Regions from separate parts of the Mus musculus genome. Here region 2 is linked to region 1. Evidence: chromatin contacts called from public Hi-C data. All regions are on one chromosome and are shown on one strand. Each heading gives the region's core, a stretch centred on a gene start, on an enhancer-like site or on the middle of the called end of the contact. The rest is flanking DNA. Distances are from core to core; before and after follow the strand shown. Region 1 overlaps Rnf149 (ring finger protein 149). Region 2 overlaps Map4k4 (mitogen-activated protein kinase kinase kinase kinase 4).

What was found. Hi-C and Micro-C count contacts between places; a contact is called where the count stands out from the background.
Region 2: a Hi-C map of the HPC-7 cell line shows a contact between it and region 1, with 1.7 times the contacts expected there. The contact joins two enhancer-like sites. A contact is called at or near these places in 15 of 39 promoter capture datasets (the 3T3-L1 cell line, 3T3-L1-derived adipocytes, the C10 cell line and 10 more), 2 of 484 Hi-C or Micro-C datasets (the HPC-7 cell line and bone marrow-derived macrophages), 3 of 115 datasets of contacts at active chromatin or transcription factors (large pre-B cells, microglia and stem cell-derived neural progenitor cells) and 3 of 9 other capture datasets (adipose tissue, embryonic stem cells and liver).

What each region holds. Positions count from the first base shown.
Region 1 is chr1:39,551,394-39,559,013 of GRCm38.p6, forward strand. Rnf149 (ring finger protein 149) reads right to left here. Exons shown (of 7, transcript NM_001033135.3): 5 at 6,922-7,018; 6 at 4,085-4,277; 7 at 1-1,122. The coding sequence ends at 1,079. Among named protein-coding and RNA genes, the nearest start is that of Snord89, 6.4 kb to the left of the region's middle. Within about 2 kb of position 4,873, at least 101 of the 459 cell types and tissues checked have an H3K27ac peak or open chromatin away from gene starts, as enhancers often do. A contact at or near this core is called in the HPC-7 cell line, where this site is marked.
Region 2 is chr1:40,004,439-40,012,058 of GRCm38.p6, forward strand. It overlaps Map4k4 (mitogen-activated protein kinase kinase kinase kinase 4), which reads left to right. Exons shown (of 32, transcript NM_001252200.1): 18 at 369-475; 19 at 2,233-2,384; 20 at 2,995-3,092; 21 at 3,893-3,901; 22 at 5,250-5,425; 23 at 6,119-6,239. Among named protein-coding and RNA genes, the nearest start is that of Il1r2, 76 kb to the right of the region's middle. Within about 2 kb of position 3,718, at least 24 of the 459 cell types and tissues checked have an H3K27ac peak or open chromatin away from gene starts, as enhancers often do. A contact at or near this core is called in the HPC-7 cell line, where this site is marked.

The DNA.
Region 1 (7,620 bases), core at 3,623-6,122:
TAAGCACTATACAGAATTTAGACAACAGTCTTCAAAGACTTTCACCAGCGAGAACATTAAACAGAAAAGAAGGATAAAAGGTCACAGTATTGAATCGGCTTAAAATCTCTTTAGGAAAATGTTATTTTAGTCTAACAACAACAGAATCAAACTTTTAATTAAGTATTTTTAATTGTAAAGATCAAATCCACCAAAATATACTAATCATTTAAAGACATTACTGTATGCCTACTTGATTTTCTTAATGAATCCATATTTTAATGCTTTTTTTAACATGCAATATGGCATTTTTTGCCAGGTTTTTTTTTTTTTTTTTTTTAGTTTGTAGAAAAACATGGATAAATTCCCTTCTCCTTCCAAGTGTGAAAAGAAATTAGGCAATAAAAGTAGAAATGTAAATCATAAAATCATCTAGTGTTCTTTTCACAATTCCACATAAGAAGGAATGTGTGGTTCTGAAGTCTCTGCAGACTACACAGCTCAAGCCAGCTGAATGCTCGCTCTCGCTCTCGCGCGTGCTCTCCCTCTCTCTCTCTTGCTCTCTCTCTCTCTCTCTCTCTCTTAACCCCTTTGTAGCAGTCTGGCTACACAGCCCGAAGCAGGCTTGAACTCAAGCTCCTCGGGCCTCAGCCACAGTTTGCACCACTGCCCACGGCAAGATTTCTCATTTCCAAGTTCTACAGTCTCCGCTCAGGAGACGTTCATGTGATCAATAAGGAACTACACTTCACACTTCAACTCGGTGAGCTCTGTCTAAAAAGCCCAAGAGACAGACTCTTGTTTTATACCACAGAGGCTAGTCTAGTACTCAGAAACAACCCCTCCACATACATCTGTGACAGGTGATACAACAAAACTTATGATAGACATCATAATTTAGTAGATAAATAGATGAAGGCTAATTAAAAGTCTTTTAGGAATAAAATATCTCAGCCCTTTGTATATCAAACCTGAATCTGAAAGGTAAAGTAAAATAAAGTCCACTGTTTTCAAGTATACAAACTCTGCCCTAGAGTAAAAAACTGAATGTCCTGTTCAAGCCAAGGCTCTGTCGGTGAGGCTGTCAGTGAGGATGGTGCTAGCATATGGATCCTCCATGCTGAGGCTCACTCCTGCCGGCTCCTACAACAAAGCACCAAAAGCCATCCTAGGTCAGTCGGTCTGTCCAGCCTCAGTTACACATGTGGAGACAATAATTCAAGAAACAAATTATAGAAACATTTAAATAAAACTTACATGTAAAAATGACAACCCATTTTAAACTCAACCAGCAAGAGAAATACAGAAATATCCTTTCATTTAGTAAGTATGACACACAGGCTTTCTAGTGTTATCTGAGCCAACATTCATCTGGTGACTGCCCTTAAAGGACCTCTCTGTTTACACATCTCAAGTGGGGTCACGCTCTTGAGGAAAGAAATTGAGTTTCTTTCTGGACTCAAATCACAGTAGTCTATACACCGTTTGACTCAAAAGGATCCCTAAAAGCAAAATTCCTTACTGTGTTGAATATGTTGCTTTGTAATATGGTTAGCCAGAGAACCGGTGAGATCAGGGCCCGGCTTTATGATCCTGGGAAATCCATTCCCTGGAGCCACCATATTCCTTTGCCTCTTTTTTCTAATATTGGTTTAAAACGTAAGTTCTAGGGGCTTGGGGGATGGTTAAGCTTGTAAAGTGCCTTCTACCTTAGCTTCATCTGCAGAACACTCATTAAAAAAGTTGGGTGTAATAATAGTGTGCTTATAATCCCAGCTCTAAGAAACGTGGAGAGGGATGGACCAGAGACTCCCAGCCAGTCAGCCTAGCTTTACGAGGCAAGTCCCAGGCTAGTAGGATTTTGTCTCAAACAAACAAACAAAAACCGTGTGTGTGTGTGTGTGTGTGTGTGTGTGTGTGTGTGTGTGTGTGTATAATGATGCCTTGAAGAATACATGCACGTTGCCCTTACACCTGCATACACACACGTAGCCCCCTCCCGACATATACAATAAAAATGAAAGTTCTAACCATTCTTGTAAGTTTTTCAAAACATGTTAAAAAACAATCTGATTCAATTTTAATCTTGCTATTTTGGAAGTCTTATTCAGGATAGCCAAATTCAAAATTAGAAGCATCAATTACTCTCAATTAAATTAATCTACAAATTATTTTATCTATAAATTTATCTATAGATTATTTTAATTCTAATAAAAATGTTGGTAGGACTTTCTTTTAATTGACAAATGTATATGGGTATTCTGCCTCTATGTATGTATGTAAGGATACAAAATGCACACCTCGTACCTGCACAGGCTAAAGAGGGTATCACACCCCAGGAACTAGACTTGCAGATGGCCATGAGCCATCATGTGAGTGCTAGTCATGGATCGCAGGCCCCCCGGAAGATCACCCAGAGCTCTTAACCACAGAGCAATCTCTATACCCTCTCTTTTGTTTAGACAGAAGGTTTTACTATGTAGCCCTGGCTAGTTTGGAACTCCCTATATAGATCAGGCTAGCCTCAAACTCAAAAGATTTTCCAGTCTCAGCCTCTAAAATGCCAGGATTAAAGTTATGCACTATCACACCAGGCTCAAAATAACTTCATAATTAATCTTTAAAGAATACCGAAGAGAGGGCCAGCAGGACGGTTCATGGCGTACAGGGTTCTTGCTACCAATCCTGATGACCTGAGTTTTATCCCTGGAACCTAAGGTAGGAGAGTACTGACTCCTCAGTTACCCTCTGACTTCTACATTTACATGACATACATGGGTACCCCAATAAATAAATGAGTGAATAAATTAATTATAAAGGGGCAGATATAGGGATGTAGCTCAGTTGGTAGAGGGCCTGCTGGCATGCACACAGCCCCAACTTTGATCCCAAGCACTGCATGAAACCAGTGTGGTAATGCATGCCTATAATCTCACACTTGGGAGGTGGGATCAGAGGATCAAAAGTTCAAGGTCATCTTCAGCTATCTAGGGAATTTGAGGCTAGCCTGGTATACATAAGACACAGTTTCAAAAAGGAATTTGGGGGAAAAAAGAAAAAGAAACCCTACAAATATTACCAAAACATAGGTCAGTAATTCTCTAATGAACCATAACCAACCAAGAAGAAAAAGACTTTCCTATTTAGCATGCCATAAAAGTCCCAAGATACTTTTATGTCAGAAGACAGAAAAGTACACAGAGGCTAAGAATACAGACGTTAGTCACTGGAATATGGCCAAATGCCAGTGTTTGTGATTAGCATTTCCCAACACAAAGAAATAAAGAAACTGAGGGAGAGGAGACAAAATATTTGACAAAGGTCTTGTATTTTCCATATTAAATTTAAATTAAAAAAGTTCTAAAAAAGGGCTGGAGGTACACCTTATCAGGCAAGTCCAAAGCCCTAGGCTCTACTTGGGCCCACTACAATTAAAAAACAAAAAGAAAGCATTACTATGACCTGGTGTTTGAATGAGAATGGCCCCACAGGCTCATGTGTTCCTTTACTTGGTCCCCTGCCTCTGGAAAGGAGGCCCAGTCCTTCTCCCTTCCTTCCTCTCATTGTGGATAAACTGTGAGCTCTCAGCTACTGCTCCAGGGCATGCCTGCCTGCTGCCACGCTCCCTACCATGAGGATCATGGACTCTTAAGCGCCAATAAATATTTCCTTTTAAGTTGCTTTGGTCATGGTGTTTTGTTATGGCATCAGAAAAGTTAACTAAGAATTAGTAAGAAAAAGCAGTTGAGCTGAGAAGCAGCTGCAAGAAGACCAGGACCTCACCACATGCTACACAATACGACGAGACTACAGAAACCACTGAAGACATAGACATGAATTGAGCAACTCAAAAGAAAATTTAAAAAACTTGGTCATAAAAATTTATCTACCAAGTGATCCAGAAAGAACTTCATACATTAAAAGAACAGTTTACCAAACAGCATTTGTGTGATATCCCCCATTCTTGAGAATGTATGCATCAAAAACTTGAAATGGTATCTCGAAGTGGGGGCCTGTGGTTTTTATGTACACGACAGTACTTTCCTGCCTTCCACTTTGTTCCATTCACTGGTAACATTGTGCGCTTATATCTGTAGCCACATACCTAGTAATGCTGTGTCCTCCCCTGCATCTTCTTTAAGACAGGGGCGGTGTGGCCCAGACTCGCTCGAGGAAGATGATGGAAGGTTGCTTTCACTCCTCTCCTCATCTTGGGATGTCACACTCAGATTCCCAACAGAAACCCTTCCTGGGGCAGCTTCTGGGGTGGGTAGCTCCTGCGTATCCTCAGGGTCCCCCTTGAGAGGCAGACAAAAGACAATGGCTTTCTCAGTGACATGACCAGTACGGGGTCATTTTGCTAGTAAATTCACTTGAGATATCTTTGGCTCTCTACAGGGAACGGGGTGGGAGGCACACCATCTCCTGTATCCAGTCAGAAAGACCTATTAAGTTTGTTTTGTTTTCCTCTAAAGAGTTTCCCTACTTGATGGAAGTTGTATCTCGCCCTTTAAATGATTTAAACAAAGAGGCTACTTCCTGAAACTGTCTTCTTGCGGAGTCTGTACAGCGTCACTGCTGCTCCCGCAGCCCCAGCAGCAGCCCTGGGCCATTTTACAGCATAGCACCAGGGTGTCAGAGACAAAGAGGCTCTAAATAGATGAAGGCTTCATTTATCTGTTTTAAAAATCTGTTCTGTGTCCTTTCTCCACTGTGGTTTGTCTCCAACTCCCCTCCCACCTCCTTCTCTTTGTTGCATTGAAGGAAGATAATGAAAGCATGGCCAGAGACTCCTTTAGTCATACTCCATTAAGCCCCAACACCAGTGGGTGGGTGTCTCAGACATTCTTTCTGGTTAACCTAAGAGCCACAGATGCACGTGGGTAGATGAAACTGCTGGGAAGTGACTAAGGGTTTGTAGGCTGTGAGCGTGGGTTCACAGGCACTCAGACATCTCTGCTCTGTCCTAGGAGCATTTTAAAACCACTCCCTCTTCCCTCACCAGTAACTAGACATCCTAGACACATCAAGCAAAATTCCTGTTGAAATGTTACAATACCAACTCCTGTTTAGCCTCATCCCAATCTGTTTCTCAACAAAGCTGCCAAACCTAGCTCTCCACCAAGCTCCACCCGAGTTCACATCCCCGTGCACACACCATCCACCTACTACGCACTGAGGTGACAGTCCCTCAGCAGTCCCACTAAAATACAGTCCTCCATTTCTCCATGTCTAGCAGGCAGCATAAACACTTTCTTTTCTGACCCAGATGGCATCTACCAAGTTCCCTTGCTGTGCTGTATCTCCGGATATGCACTGGCCCCGGTTGGCCTGAAAGTGAAATCCCCAAGAATCCTTGCTCTAGCAAAGGGACTATACCGTAATTATCTCTATACTATACCGTAATTATCTCCGAGCCAAGTTCAATTTAACATCTTAGACAGCATTTGTCTGATCAGTTTTTGCTCAATGAATGTAGTGGATATGGTTGCAAACCAAAGGACTGCGTTGAAGTCTTAAGAGTCACTGAGAACTCTACTGGTAATAGGGAAATGGGCCCTCCTCTAGAAACTGAGACACTAAAAGCAAGACACACCCCTAGTGCTGAAGTTATAATAGCTTCCTATCCTTCACAAAGTACGCCACATACGCACGCATTCTCTGTATTCTAGTAAGAAAAGAATTCAACCTCATATAAAATGAAGACTCATCTCTTATATATGAAATAAGTGGGCCTATACTCTCTGAACAAAATGTATGAGAATGCGAGTCTCTGCTTAGCTAAGAACAGAAATTGGTCTCACATAAATGTCAAGAGTGGAAAAGCTGGTTTAGAATCACTCAAAAAAGACAACTGAGCATAAGCTTACAGTGCATTTAAGGAAGGGAATTAGATTCTGTCAAGGAAACAATTCATCAAGCTCTGTGTTTTCTCATTTAAAATTCTGAACCATGAAGACTCAACCTCTTGTTGAACTGCAGCTTGTACATAGAGGGCATGAACCAGGCCCATGAGGGAGGTATGCTATCTCAGGCTAAAGGGACAGATAATGAAAAGCTGTCAATAAAGGAAGTTTAGGAGTTCTATAAGGAAGACACATTTCAGGACAAAGCAGGATGAGGCTGTAGTACAGCCGTCCTTGGATGAAACAGTTTCTCCCTGAAGGGCCACACCAAGCTAAAGGGCGACTGTCACACCTGCATCCCATGAAGCCAGCCCTGTTCCAGGCATAGCTCCTAGAGACACCATTATAGATGCATACATGGCTATAACAGTTTTAAGTTGTATACAATGTTCATCCAGTTTATGTGATAGGGAGATTGAGTCCAGGACTTTGGCGCAAGGCCTTCAAGCACCCTGAGCTGTATTCTCAGTCCTTCAAATATTGTTAGCTAAAATAAGTTATAATTTTATCAATAGTATTTTGAGGCATAATAGAGTACATGCAAGTCTAAAAAAAAAAAAAAAACTGTGGAGCCCATAAAAAGTGAGAGCAGATAATCAGAATCTATTGGGTATAGTATGTGTAAAATGTGTCTCTGAAGCCAGAAGATATAGGTGGCACCTCTATTTACTTCATACATTCTATGATTCAATTTACATAAAACCAAACATGCAAGCATCTGCACTCATGCACAAACCCATGCATGCATAAGCACACACACACACAGAGGATGCTACCATATGCAGAGCTATACTTCGGAATTACAGATTGGGGAAGATGTTCATAGGCTATATAGTATTCTGTCATAAACTCAGTTCACGGATTTATGTGGACTATTCTACATATTCATTTTAAATACTGAAAACTTCTTTAAGTAACAGTAAGGATATCAGAAGGAATATTTCATCTGTTCACCTTGCCTCTGGGTCAGTAATAAAAGTGAGATACTCAGGAAGAACTGGGGTAGAGATTGAATATAAACAAAAACGTAACAAACCCAATATCCCAGGGCTTTGATGACATCAAGTTTACACATTGGACACGTTCGGTGATCCAAAAGCCATGGGTCAATGCATATTCTATGAAAAATATGCCTAAAAAAATTAAGTATGTATTAATGTCTTAAAATAAATGTTTGCATATCTTATAAAGGAAATAACGCATTTTACCAACACACCCTGTATAAAGTGAGCCAACCACACATTAACATGAAGTCCACCTACTTGTCTAAGTTATTTTCCAGTCTATTTCCCACTTAAGATTTGGACTTAGTGATGCTTTTTTTTTTCTTTTAAAGTGAAAGCTCTTCATTAAACAAAAATATGGTAGATCTATTTCCACCACATACTAAATCGTGTGTGTGTGTGTGTGTGTGTGTGTGCGCGCGCGCGTGTGTGCGCGCATGTGTGTGTATGAGCGTTAGTCTATGGTTTTGAGATTAGGGTCTTGCTATGTTACCCAATTGGCCTCGAATGTGCTATGTGGTCCAGGATTGCCTTGAACTCAGACTCCTTGTACCTATGCTTCCCAAGTGCTGGGATTCTGTTAAGCGCTACAATGCCCAATCATTTTCATGTGCTTCAGTAGAATACTTATTCTAAACCATTTAGGCTAACAAAGCCCACAAATAAGGTACCAGTAATAAACTAATCCCAAGTTGATAATATCTTCTTCAAGTCTATAAAGTGACTCAAGT
Region 2 (7,620 bases), core at 2,468-4,967, 450 kb after region 1:
TCTGAATATTTTCTCGCTTCTTTGCCAGTCTTTGCTTCCTGCTGATCTATTTGTAGACCGTTGTTGGATTTCTTTGAGCTTACTTTTGTGATTCTCACATACTATCTCAGGGAAGCGCTGCTGTATGCTCTCTGCCACCCGCTTCAGTCCAAACATGACTTCAGCATGACAGGACTGTAGAGATGGGCCAGGCTGTCTGGATCGTGCAGGAGCAGGGGAGGCTTGGGAAAGGGAAGAGCTAGCTTCGTGGCAGGCATTCCGGACTGAGGAAGGCTGTGTTATAAAGTGTACTGTGAGGAGGGGGGGCTGGGGGGGAGCTGTGGTGTTCTTCTGTTGTCTGTCTTAACTGCTGTGTTTCCTACCTAAAGGTTCCCGTGAGAACGACCTCTCGTTCCCCTGTCCTCTCCCGTCGGGATTCCCCACTGCAGGGCGGTGGACAGCAGAATAGCCAAGCAGGACAGAGAAATTCCACCAGGTAAAAAAAGAGAACTGACAGGAGGAGATGTGCTGTGGCTCCCAGTCTCTCAGAAAGTCATCTGTTGTCTGTTTGCAGAAATGTGCATCTCTAGCACTGAGGTTCTAGACCGATGTGACATATTTTACACACTCACACACACACACACACACTCACACTCACACACACACGCAGCAGCAGCAGCGTTATTGATCAGTAGTGAGAAGCAGATTTGAATCTTGATGTGTATTGTAATTTTGAAATGTAAACTATATTTCTCTGTAAAGGTAGAGAAGGGAGAATTGAGAACAGGTTCTAAGAAACATAATTTGAGAGAGGTTTTTAGTCTAGAAGAAATTGTGAGGGTTTAGACTGAGTTAAAAGAAATCACAGCCAAGTTAGTATTCCCTCACAACCTGCCATAGACTACCATGCTAGCCAAGTGATGTCATTGCTGAGGTTTAGGGTGGCTCTGTCTGATGCAGTAGCTCTTGGCCAATGAGGCTGAGTATGAATTTAACTTAATTAAAATGAATTAAGCTTCACCTTTTTGGTGGCTGGAGTCACGTGTTGTTAGTGGCTCTGACGTTTGCTCAGGTGTGGAGTGTGCTGTGTGTGCACTTACTGAAAACTTGTCACTGTTGCCCTGCAGATATCATTAAGTGTTTGGTAATTTGGTCATCAGTGGACCTGTGGTGTTGGCAGTGTTGGTACAAGTGCCTAGATGGATGACAGTCCAGAGTCTGCAGGCAACACTTTAATGCTGGTGACCAGAGAGATCTGGCATTCTCCTATGACAGACAGTGTCCAGGGCACAGATTCTTCCCAGTGTATGTGTGCTATGGGTCTGACCATGGCAGGAAGCCTCACGGCTTTGCTTCCTCCACACATCAGAGTGGACTGTGGGTATCCAAGGTGTGGAAGCTGTCATAGTGGATGAGGGCAACCTAGATACAGAAAAATTTCTGAGTAATTATTTCCAATTAAGAGTAGGGTCTATAGACAGAAGTGGTTGTAGGTGTAAACAGTCATATTTCACTTCATATATAACATGGATTTCATGTGCTTTAGCAAGAAGATACTGTTCAGCATCTTTTGGGTTTAAGATATTGAAGATGCTGGCCCTGAATACAGTCTTTGTAATGTGCAGTGCGCTCTGTGTGCAGTGCACTTTGTGTGTGCAGTGCACACTCTGTGTGGAGCATGCTCTGTGTGCAGTGTACTTTGTGCAATGTGCTGTGTGTGCAGTATGCTATGTGTGATGTGTTCTGTGTGCAGTGCACTGTGTGTGCAATGTGCTGCGAGTGCCGTGTGCTCTGTGCAGTGTGCTGTGTGTGCACTATGCAGTGTGTGCTGTGTATGCAATGTGTTCTGTGTGCAGTGCACTCTGTGCAGTATGCTCTGTACAGTATGCTGTGTGTGCTATGTAAGTATACTCTGTGTGCAGTATGCTATGTGTATTGTGTTCCCTGTGTGCAGTGCACTATGTGTGCAATGTACTCTGTACAGTGCACTATGTGCGCAATGTGCTGTGTGTGCAGTGCACTGTGTGTGCAGTACAGACTGTGTGCTGTGTATGTGTGGTATACTCTGTGTGTGCAGTATGCTGTGTGTATAGTGTGCTCTGTGTGCAGTGAGCTCTGCAGTGCATGCTATGTATGCAGTGCACTCTGTGCAGTGCACTGTGTTAGCTGCTGTTGCAGGCTTCTCTCTGCCTCCACAGTGCATGTCTCTGCTATAGTATGATGGGATGACACTGTTCTCTCCTTTTCTAACAGCAGTATTGAGCCCCGGCTTCTTTGGGAGAGAGTGGAAAAGCTGGTCCCCAGGCCAGGCAGTGGCAGCTCTTCAGGGTCCAGCAACTCAGGATCCCAGCCTGGCTCCCATCCTGGGTCTCAGAGCGGCTCCGGTGAACGCTTCAGAGTGAGATGTAGGCTATCTCTCCTATACACTTTCTCTAGGGACAGCCATGGCTGCAGTTTGTTATTAGAAGAACTCCATGTGTAAAAGGAGGCCCAGCTCTGCATATAGCTGCATTTTACAAAGTGATGCTTTGACATAGATTGCTGAGGATATAATCAGTGCCAATAAGGTTACCCAGAAAGCTGTATTTTCAGTGCTTCGCACACGGGTGCCATGGTTGCTTCACAGCTGAGTGGAATTAAATGCTTTGCCTAAGGTGAATTAGCTAAATGCCTCAGCTGGGATTTGAACACATTTCTTCCATTTTGAACTCTGAGGCTGTGCTGTAGTCAGTGTGTATTACTGGTGACAGTAGTCAAAAAGTTCCTTCACTGAGCTCTTCTCACTACTTGGAAGCAGGTATTAAACAGAGGTGGGAAGAGGGAAGCCTTTCCCTCAGAAGGGCTGCCAGCGTGTCCCTTGGCCCTGTTTTACCCCAGAGTTCAGACCCTATGGAGAGGGGTCGACTGACGTCAGCAGGGGGAAGCCAGAAGCTAGACTGAAGGGGAGGAGGTGGAGAGTGTGTGACATGCGTTTATCTGTGTCTCTGCTTTTTTTGTCTCTCCTGAACGTACCAGCATCATCCAAGTCTGAAGGTTCTCCATCGCCACGCCAGGAAAGTGCAGCCAAAAAGCCTGACGATAAGAAAGAAGTATTCCGGCCTCTCAAGCCTGCGGTAAGTACTGTGTAAAATCACTTAGTTCTGTGTCAAGCTGGAGGGAAACCTTTGTGTTAAGAATATTGTTGAAGGGCTGGGGTATGCAGTTGCATGTGGGAGGTCCCAAGCTCAGTCTCCAGCGAAAAGAAAGGAAAAGTGATGGAGAGGCCTGCAGTGGTTTGATTTTTGTGTGGCCCTTCCCTGCTGTGGGGAAATAGAAGAGTTGTCTGATGCAGGATGCCGTTGTGGGTTCGCCCTTAGGCATCTCAATTCTGAAGTCATTAGCAGGGCAGTTCTGTTCCACTTCAGCCTTCCACTAGTTGTCCAATTAGCCGTACAGAGAAGCACAGAATAAAATATAATTTTATGTATTGGCAGTTTTTAAGGAAATGAGTATTTTATAGTAATACTGAGTAAAATTCAAAAGCTCCAACACACGCACACGCACACACGCACGCACACACACCCATACCCGTGCACGATGCACAATCATTGCTTGTCATCGACCTTATTCTTGGTAAGTTTGGTGTTTGCAGTACTGGCTTTCAGAATAAGTGTGAATGAGCGCTCCTGTGTCTTGAGTGCTGCCCTTGGTCTCTGGGCTGATGACTTTGACTGCTTCCTCGATCCTTATCATGGCAGTCAGTCATGTGACTGTGGGTACTTGTGGGGTTTTAAGCCTATTGAAGTTTTAGGTTCCTCTTTAACTGATTTCTGGATACCCCCTCCCCCTTCTTCCTGTTGCCTGCTCCCTTCTCTGCATCCTTCATCAATGTCGGCCTCCCTCTCCACCTCCATGGAATCGTCGTGTCCTGAAGGGAGAAGTGGTAAGCCCGCATCCCTCCCTCCCTCTGATGGCTAGCTTCAGCGGTGCTCTCTGCCTCTCGGCTCTGCTCAGCTCAGACTTGCGCTCTGCCTTCCGCTTGCCTTTAATGACCGTCGGCTGCTTTAGCTGATGAACCAAGCTTTGGGTCTTTATTGCCAAACCTACCTGGAACAACTGTTGTAAAGGAGCTGCTTTGTCACAGATAGCTGCCAGGACAGAGCAGGCTCAAGCTTGCTTCTGATAGTTCAGAGGCTAGAGGTCAAAGGTAAAAAACATATTCTTAACTGCATAAAAGAAGAATACTAAGTTGGAACTGCTCTTTAAGTTAAAAGGGAAAACCAGTCATATAGTTACTGCTTTTTAAAATGCTATTGATTTTAAATAAAATTCCCAAGTAGAAAAGGGAGTTTGGACTTAAATGGGATTTAAATCAGTCTAGGAAATTAGATATAAAGAATTGATAAGAATCTTAAAATATCTCAACAAGGTAAAGAGAAATGAAGCCAGTTTTTAGTAAACTTTGCTCTGAGGTTCTCAATCATTGTATAATTGAGAATGTGGCTAAGTCTGGGGGAAGGCCAGTGGGGATTGCCGTGGCACGTGGCAGATGGGCTTTCCCACTGCGGACGCCCCAGCTCGGGCATGGCAGGTACTAGTAGGGAGGTGAGGGTGAGCGTGTGCTAGCAATCTGCTGTCTAGGCAGCCTGGGATTCTTCATGAACCGTGGAGGGGAAAAGGCCCAGCTATGTCTGTGTAATTAGGGGCAGTGTGCGCAGTTCTAAATAGTCCTCTTAGACATGCTGTCTGGGCTGGAGAGGTGCCTCAGCGGGGAAGAGCACTGACTGCTCTTCCAGAGGTCCTGAGTTCAATTCCCAACAACCACGTGGTGGCTCACGACCATCTGTAATGGGGATCTGATATCCTCTTCTGGTGTTTCTGAAGACAGCTACAGTGTACGTCTATAAACAAAAAACAAACAAACAGAAATCCTAAAAAGAAAAAAAACAACTGTCTTTATTTAAAAAAAAAATAGTCATGATATCCTGCAGTCCTGTCTTCGCAGCAAAAGCCTCTCCTATCTTAGACTTACTGAAAGCAATGCTGTCAGCTCACCCTGCAGACCACTGTATGGTGGGACTGAGTTGTCTGTTACACACTGTACAGTGGGACTGAGTTGTCTGTTACACCTGCCTTCTTCCTTCTGTCCAAAGCCGTAGCCAACAAACTCCTCACGAGTCCTTTCCTGATGCTGACTCTGGTTACTCACTGGCAGTTGGCCTGAAAGGCTTGTCACCTTTTCTCTCCCTACCTTCCTCTTTCCTAACTTCCTTTTCCTTCCTGTGTCTTAGGACTTGACTGCGTTGGCCAAAGAGCTTCGAGCAGTGGAAGATGTTCGGCCACCTCACAAAGTAACAGACTACTCATCCTCCAGTGAGGAGTCTGGGACCACAGATGAGGAGGAGGAGGACGTGGAACAGGAGGGGGCTGATGATTCTACCTCGGGACCAGAAGACACCAGAGCAGCGTTAGTGCTTGCTGGGCTCAAGAGAAGAGCCTTCCCACTGGGCCTTCTCTCCGCTGCAGCCTTCTGCCCTGTTCATGAACTCAATGACATACAGCTTTTATACACACACACACACACACACACACACACACACTATACATGCCTCCTGTACACACCACATATATACAGACACACACTACATGTGCCCCATTTATATACCACACACTCAACACCATACCATATACACACACTACACACACACCCTGTACACACCACACAACCAAATACGACACATGCCCTGTACACACCACATGCTTAACACCACACCACATAAACAACCACACAGACACACACATTATACCACACCACACACACACACACACACACTACATCATACACATATACACACATACAAACACACATATCAGCGTCTTCCCCACAATATCTCAGCATGTCTCTTTTTCTTTTAATTTAAGGGTTCAGTAAAAGGGATGTTTCAGTGTGGTATGACTTAATTAGACATAAGAACTCATTCTAATTAATGTTCTACTTAAGAACAAAGTGAACAGCAAGGAACTCTTCTGTGGGAGAAAGCCACGTACGTGCTTGCTGTCCTATAGGAAACTTACACCCGATGCTTCCTCTTGCCTCAAGCTTTGAGAGGGTCACACGGCTTGGCTTGTTATCCGTGACTTGCAGATCTTGTCTCTTCAGGTCATCTCCGAACCTGAGCAACGGTGAAACAGAATCTGTGAAAACAATGATCGTTCATGATGATGTAGAAAGTGAGCCAGCCATGACCCCGTCCAAGGAGGGCACCCTCATCGTCCGCCAGGTACCGGAGCCTCCTCTCCTGTTGTCAGAGGCCGAGCTTCTCTATGGTCATTAACCCACCTGCTCATTCACTCACTCACCCATGCTATTTCTACATCATCATCGTTTTCATGTTAACACAGCTCTGAGGGTAGCGTGTCCTGGGCGAGGGAGGCAGGAGTGCTGCATGCCACAAAGGTAGCCAGTAGTCTTCCACCCACATTGCTGTTCCTCTGCATGCCCTTGGCAGCCTCCATCCAAGCACCATGCTGAGTCTCACAGTCTGTGTTGGAGTGGTAGAGAAGCCACAGGGACTCCTGGGAAGGCTCACAGAGGGAAGGTACAGATCTGGAGCCTCTAATGGCCACCCTGAGGCCCTGCTGGGGCATCTGGCCCTGTGTCTGCAGCATTGGGGCCCAGGGATGAGTGGGTCTCCTGAGGTCCAAAACATAATCTCTGTTTGTGATGCAAGATGGATTCTGCTTGGACCATGATATTTTCTAACTGTTCATTCTTAGCTTAGATTTCATCCAAGTGCTAGGCTCCTCACTGCAGCAGGACAGGGCACGCTCCAGGCTCTGGGTTTTCCCCTGGGTGTTTCATGCCACAGCAGTGTATTTGGATGGAAACTAGGAAGAACCTAAGAAGATCAGGATTCAGAGGAACCACAGGCTGCTCTCTAGAGGTGGCTTAGATTTTCAGAGAAAACAAGGGGGTGGTCTCCCATCAGTTGCTATTGCTGCAAATGAACCAGGTGAAACACTTTCTACTTGTATTGGGTGGTCCCCAGTGAGGTACTCTGACTTCAGTTGGCTCAAAATTGGGCATTTGGCAAGGAAGTTTGAGCAATTCTGGCTAATTTCCTTGGATTTTCCTTGGTAATCTAACACAGTTTGGAAAGTCACACAGCACCTTGAACAAAGCAGTTATCAGTAGGGTTGTCGGCAATATCAGCATCGCCTGAGCGAGACCAGTGTGCCTGTTTTTTCTACAGAGTACAGTTGACCAAAAGCGTGCCAGCCATCATGAGAGCAATGGCTTTGCGGGTCGCATTCACCTCTTGCCAGATCTCTTACAGCAAAGCCATTCCTCCTCCACTTCCTCCACCTCTTCCTCCCCATCCTCCAGCCAGCCGACACCCACCATGTCCCCACAGACACCCCAGGACAAGCTCACTGCTAATGAGGTATGTCTCACACCACAGCTGGCTGCTTTCCTGGGGTTAGACCAGCACTGCCTAGGAGCTAGTTTGCAAAGAAGCCCTTCCCAGAAGCCCTCCCCCTTCCCTGCTCCCTGCTCTTCTGCCATCTGCCCTCCTCCCCAGTCCAAGTAACATGTTCAGATCTGCATACAGATCCCTAACCCTAGATGGATTGTCCCCAGACTTGCCAGTTCACTGTTTC